Regions from separate parts of the Sus scrofa genome. Here region 2 is linked to region 1. A link is a contact called in public promoter capture Hi-C data. All regions are on one chromosome and are shown on one strand. Each heading gives the region's core, a stretch centred on a gene start, on an enhancer-like site or on the middle of the called end of the contact. The rest is flanking DNA. Distances are from core to core; before and after follow the strand shown. Region 1 overlaps PLEKHA5 (pleckstrin homology domain-containing family A member 5). Region 2 holds the start of PLEKHA5 (pleckstrin homology domain-containing family A member 5).

What was found. Promoter capture Hi-C pulls out the DNA fragments that hold promoters and counts their contacts.
Region 2: a contact with region 1 is called in a promoter capture Hi-C map of liver, with 6 times the contacts expected there. The contact joins the promoter of PLEKHA5 here to the enhancer-like site in region 1. A contact is called at or near these places in 1 of 5 promoter capture datasets (liver) and 12 of 47 Hi-C or Micro-C datasets (embryonic fibroblasts, fetal heart ventricle, fibroblasts and 5 more).

Annotation. Positions count from the first base shown.
Region 1 is chr5:53,954,268-53,957,076 of Sscrofa11.1, reverse strand. All of the region lies in intron 3 of PLEKHA5 (pleckstrin homology domain-containing family A member 5), which reads left to right. Among named protein-coding and RNA genes, the nearest start is that of PLEKHA5, 61 kb to the left of the region's middle. Within about 2 kb of position 1,491, at least 6 of the 83 cell types and tissues checked have an H3K27ac peak or open chromatin away from gene starts, as enhancers often do. A contact at or near this core is called in liver, where this site is marked.
Region 2 is chr5:54,015,355-54,018,423 of Sscrofa11.1, reverse strand. It overlaps PLEKHA5 (pleckstrin homology domain-containing family A member 5), which reads left to right and starts at 1,445. Exons shown (of 25, transcript XM_021092279.1): 1 at 1,445-1,733; 2 at 1,883-1,962. The coding sequence starts at 1,642.

The DNA.
Region 1 (2,809 bases), core at 242-2,741:
TGCTGTTTGAGTCCTAAAGGGCTTAACAACTGACTATAGATTTTAAATAACCATTGGGATTAAAATTTTTACTCTGAAAGACAAGGTTATTTGACAGTAATCAAGGGCGTTTTCGTCCCTCACTGTTTTTTGCAGGCCCAGCAGAAAGCTCCTCCATCAGCCTGGGAGGGGCGTTGTTCTCCTGGCGGAGGTGTGCTCAGTCTGGGGCACCTCACCCACAAAAATAATAAAATGCAGAGGAATTTGTTGTGTAGACAAATCTAGCAAAGTGAGTTTTAAATTGGCAGCAGGCAGATAGGGAACAGTTTGGCCTGATACCAAGGTTTAAAAAGTATTTAGAAGGTATGTTGTATTATTACTTTTGATGTGCAAAAATTTTTTTACACCTGAACATTTATTTGTTTTAGAAAATTGCCAATATGAAGACTGATCATTTGGGGAAAGAAATTTGACAGTGATTATTGTAATTATATTTGTCAAGACACATGTATTACAATGATTTATAATATGTTGGTTACATGAGATTTTAGATTAAATGATTAATTGGATGCAATATACATATTTTAATATATCTATATTTATGTAGATCTTTGAAATATAGTGTTTTCTTTTGAAGGAAAGAAAGTTACGTCAGGCTGTGCTTCTTATTTCCTGGCTCCTCAGCAAACGTCAGCAACACTCAAACTTGGGGTCATCAGAGACCCCTATGGTGTGGAGCCTGGGATTGATTTTTCAAGAATTCCACAGGTGATTATGGCCAGGGTTCCAAACCACTGTCCTAAGGTTGTATGTATTTCACATGGAAGGGCAGATGGTTGAAAGAAATCTTCTGGTTATCTTGTAGTGATTGTAAAAGAAAAAGAAATCAATTTTGTTCTTTAATATTCCTGAAAATATCAGATTAAAAAGAACACCTCCGTCTCTGATAAAATTTCACTTTTTACCTGAGATGATCAGAACTCACCATAACCAAATAGAAGATGGCAGAGCATCTGAGAGCTCCAGGCCCATAAAAGCATGAGGTAGACCTGAATCAGTCCTAGATTATCGAGTAAGTTAAATTCAGCAGTGAGCTAAGGTTAAAGGAGAAGCATTCGAGTATATGAAGTAGAACAGTAGTATTGTGTTGTCTTTTAAAGTTATCTGAAATCTGTTTGAATGCAGCACAGTGATCTCATACAACTGAGGTTGAGGCTCTGAAGGCTTCAGTTATAGTGATTTCTTTAAAGGTGATACTGAAAGCCATTAATGTAGCTATGTTGGTTATTTTAATATTTTAAAACACATTGTATGGAAGAGACTAGTAATTAGTCTTAAGATAACACTAGTGTAAAGAAATGTCACTGAAAACTTGTGAAAAATGAAATGACATTTATGATTATGATTATAAGCAAGGATAAATTGCCCGTTTTTGTGTTTGGGTCAGAAGGAGTCAAAGATGATTGCTACATAGTCCTTGCTGTCAAGAACGAGGCCATATACCTGTGTGTAGGATATAGGTGTACAGGTGAATATAGGTATACAGGTGAATAGGACATAGACCAGTAACAACAATGACAGCATGATGACTTTTTTCATTGATGCAGTCGTTGGACAGGGGGTTTGTTTGCTAGAGAAGTCAGTGCTAGAAGGACTAACTCGTCTACAGTCAGTTATTAAAATCATGGTGTTTAAGTGGATGAATAAAACCATGCTTTAGAAGATAGGTTAAGGATCTGATTTGAGGAGTGGGTGGGGGGTTGTCAGGAGGGAAAAGGGGAAAGACGATAGAAGGAGATACCGCTTCATGGTAATCTCTGTGTTGAATTACCGGGGTTGGGAGCTGACATCCATCGGTGAAAGCAGTGGCGTAGCTTGGCACTGTGGGACAGGTCACAAGTCCAGCCTTCAGGGAAAAGGGAAGGTAATGATTAGACTCATCACATGTGTCAGCCAAGTGGACTAAGATCGAAGGAGGAAGTCACTTCTTGAAGGGAACCACAGTAAAAATCAAGAATCTGTAAACCAGATGCTCTGCCAGCTACCTCTAGTAATCCATTCAGTCCTGAAATAGCCCTATGAGGAGGTTACTATTATTTTCCTCATTTTTCAGGTAGGGGAATTTAGTCCAGAGATGTGAACATTGCCCTAGATCACAAAGCTAGGAGGTGACAGGGCTGGGATTGGGACCCAGAATGTCTGACCTAAGAGACAACAGTGGTGCACTACCTCCTTTAGCCCAGCTGGGATGTTGGTTTCTGTGGCCAGATGGGGCAGGGCAAGGCAGGGGCCCATTAGTGGTACCAGCAAAATTCTTTAAGACTTTGTGGCCGGTGTGCTACTTAGTAGGGGTGGGTATGGTTTTCAAGAGATGCACAGTCTGAATAATACCCTGGCACAACAAAGGGTATTGAAATGAGACAGGGCACCACAAAGGCCTGAAGACTGTGCTGGGGTGGGTCTGGTAGCATTGTGAAGCAGTCGTGCAAGATGGAAGACTAAGATGGGATCTTCTGGAATTCCCTAGAGGATTCCTAAAGTCAGATTCTTAAAAAGGAACTTGGGTTTTACTTGACTACAGTCTGGAAGCTGAAAGTTTTCAAGTGGGACATGACATGACTGAGGCTGGTAACAAGAAATGAGTTGGACTATTCCTTTGATCCAAGGGGTTTGTTCTGCTTCAGTATGATCACGGTGCTTGTGGAAAGTAGAAGACAGAAGATAGACTGATTCAAGGGTTGGTTGAAGAGGGAGAGAGTTGAAGTAAACCATTTCAAACAACAATATGTGGGAGGAAGATGTCCCTGGGAGTGAAGGAGGGAGAAATTTG
Region 2 (3,069 bases), core at 196-2,695, 61 kb before region 1:
GAGAAAAACATTCAAGTGTTATTTTTTTCCCTGTATATGCAGATGGACAGGAAAATCATAGCAGTAATTGCAGACTTCTTTTCACCAAAGACAGAATGGCCTTGGGGAATTAGAGTATGAGAGAAAAAGTCCAATGAAACTGCATTCTCCTCTAGGCCCCACCTAAGGTGCTGGATCTGGCTTTGTCCAAGGTCATTTACCCTTTCTGTGCCTTAATTTCCATAACAGTTGAAAAAGATTATTTGCCTCTTTGGGCAATTGGGAAGATGAGCAAGATATTTTCAGAGGCCCGAAAAACTGGTCAGAAAAAAGTGCTGTAAGAATACAAGTAGTACTAATATTAGTGAGCTGTGTATCCTGTTGGCATGAGTCATCTTGCTGCAGAGACGCAGAAGCAATTCCAAGTGTGGCTGAGCACCAAACAATGAGGAGTCCGGTGCTCTTAGCTGGTGTTAAGGGAGAGCTTAGTTGCAGTGAAATCTGCCCTTCTCTCTTTCAAAGAACCAAGGTGGGGAGGGGACAAAACTTTTAAAACAGGCATAGAATGTAATTACATACAGACAGACTTTTGAAATATTAAAGCCAGTTTGAATCCAGACTTTGCCACTTAGTACTGTGACCCTGAGCAAGTTCTGTTTCTTTAAACTTTATTTTTCCCATCTGTAAAATGGGGATTATATCTATAGGCTGTTGTGGGGACTTAACATACACAGTTACAAAGACTCTGTAAAGTTAGCCATTATTGTAATTTACAAGATAGGAGAAAGAAACCCAGATTAATGAATAAATGAATCTTTAAAAAAAGAAGAAAAAAGACAAGTTTGTATTTTACAAAACATTATATGATTTAAGGGATCTAGGAAGAGGCAAACTTGTTTTATCAAGCCTGAATCCACTCATATTTCATGGGTTTCACCGCAACTAATCAAATCTTTGATATCTGGTACACAGAACACATACAGGAGAGACCTTCCGTGTGCTTCAACAAAAACAGCTCTCTATTCTAAAGCTATATGTATGTGTGTGTGTGTGTATATATATATATATATTTTTTTTTAACCTCTTGGATATCCAATAGCTCTTATAAAACAAAGCTCAGATGCTGTTTTTCTGTTGTTTTAAAGAGAGAGCATTCAGGGGAGCGTAGATTACACTCTCTTTGAATCACGCTCAGGGCTGTGAAGCCTTCAGGCAAAGCCCGAGGAGCAGAACGCGTTTTTTCTGTGTGGCTTTTTTTTTTTCCTTTTTTTTTTTTTTTTTTTTAAAAAATCGATCTCTGAACCTTCGCTCCGGCGGCGGGGGCGGAGGAGGGTGCGGGAGGGAGGGGTCTGGTTGCGGGGCGCGGCGCCGCTCGCCCATCCCCCGAGCGCGCGGCGGGGCGGCCGGCCGGCGGCCGCGGAGGATGCGGAGGGGCGGCGGCGCGGGCCCGACCCAGCCGGGGCGGTGGGGCGGGCGCCGCCCGAGGCGGTAGGGCGCGCGCGGGGGCGCGCCGGGCCGGGAAGGCGCGCTCGGGCCGCGCTCGCTCCGGCCGCGCTCGCTCCGCGCTCCCTTCTCTCGTTCGCTCGCTCGCTCCCTCCTCCCTCGGCAGCCGCGGCGGCAGCAGAAGGCGGCGGCGGCGGCGGCAGCGGCTGGGGATCAGACATGGCGGCGGATCTGAACCTGGAGTGGATCTGCTCCTTGCCCCGCTCCTGGACTTACGGGATCACCCGGGGCGGCCGAGTCTTCTTCATCAAGTAAAGATCCGGGGACGGCGCGGGGGCCTGGAGGAGGCGGGAGGCGGGCGACACGGGGAGAGCGAGCCGGTCTGTGCCGCTCCGGCCCCCTGGGCTCCTCCCGCGCCCCCACTCACGCCCCGTCTCGGCCCCTTCTCTCACCCCTGCAGCGAGGAAGCGAAGAGCACCACCTGGCTGCACCCCGTCACCGGCGAGGCCGTGGTCACTGGGCACCGGCGGCAGAGCACAGGTAACGCGGAGCCCGGCCGGGCCCGAGTGGAGTTGGGCTCAGCCGGGAGGAGGCGGCAGAGCCCGGGCCGCCAGCCTCCTGCCGGCAACCTGCCCCGAGCCGCGGTCCCGGGGAGGCGGCGAGGCGGGGCGGAGGCAGGCGGGGGCGGCCGCAGGTAGAGGAGCCGCGGGGGCCCCGCCGCGTTACTTCCCTCGAGTCTCTGGACGCCTCCCCTCCTCCGCGTTTGGTGGCCACTTGCCCCCCATCCCAACCCGGTCACTCCCACCCCCCTAGGGTGGCCGACTCCCCCCTCCCGGGAAACCTGGATCTGACTTTTAATTCCCGCAGCCACCTTGAATCCTTCTGTCGATCCCTCCCCCTTCCCCCGGCACCCCACTTCACCCCTTTCCACCTTTAGGAAGTCCTTTTCCACTCCCCTCCCTGCTGCCCGGGACCCTGCCACTGGTCCGCCGGGAGAACGTATCCACATCCTCCCCCTTGCGTGCGGCTTCCTCCTCCGAGGTGGGACTTGTGGGTAGGTGGCTGCTGGAGGAGGAGAGCAGTTTGGGGGGTGCTTCGATCCTCTCCGAGGATCTAGAGGCTCAGGAAAGCTGGGCGCTTTCCTTCCTACCACTGGAGGAGTAGCCGGGGTCGGAGGAGGCATTTGCAGCTGCAGTTGCTGGTCAGCCAGATTTAAAGTCCCCGGCGGCGGCCCCGAGATCGCACGCCCCGCCGGGAAACGGTGGGCGTGCTAGAGGGTGTCCAGCGTGTGGGGATCGGTGCCCTGAATGGAGATGGCTGGCGGGGAACCCTATCTCCCCCGTGCCTTTGGTAGCTTGTTTGAATGCTGCATGTGAGTTGAGCTGGCCAAGGGCTGATTGGAGCTTCAGGGCTGGTCTGGCTTTCTTTTGTCATTCTTTGTGTATATTCTTGAAACTTGTTTGTCTTTGAAACGTGTAACATGTGTTCTCTTCCTGGCCTGCCTCTCTTTCTGGTGGTTGGAAAGGCTTGAGAACAGTTTGGGTGGAAGGTGAGGCCGGCTTCAGCAGTCCTGTAGAGCTTGCCCTCTAGGATACTTCCTCTCCTACTCTGAGATTCTTTGAATCTCTTCAAGTTCCCAGGATCTTG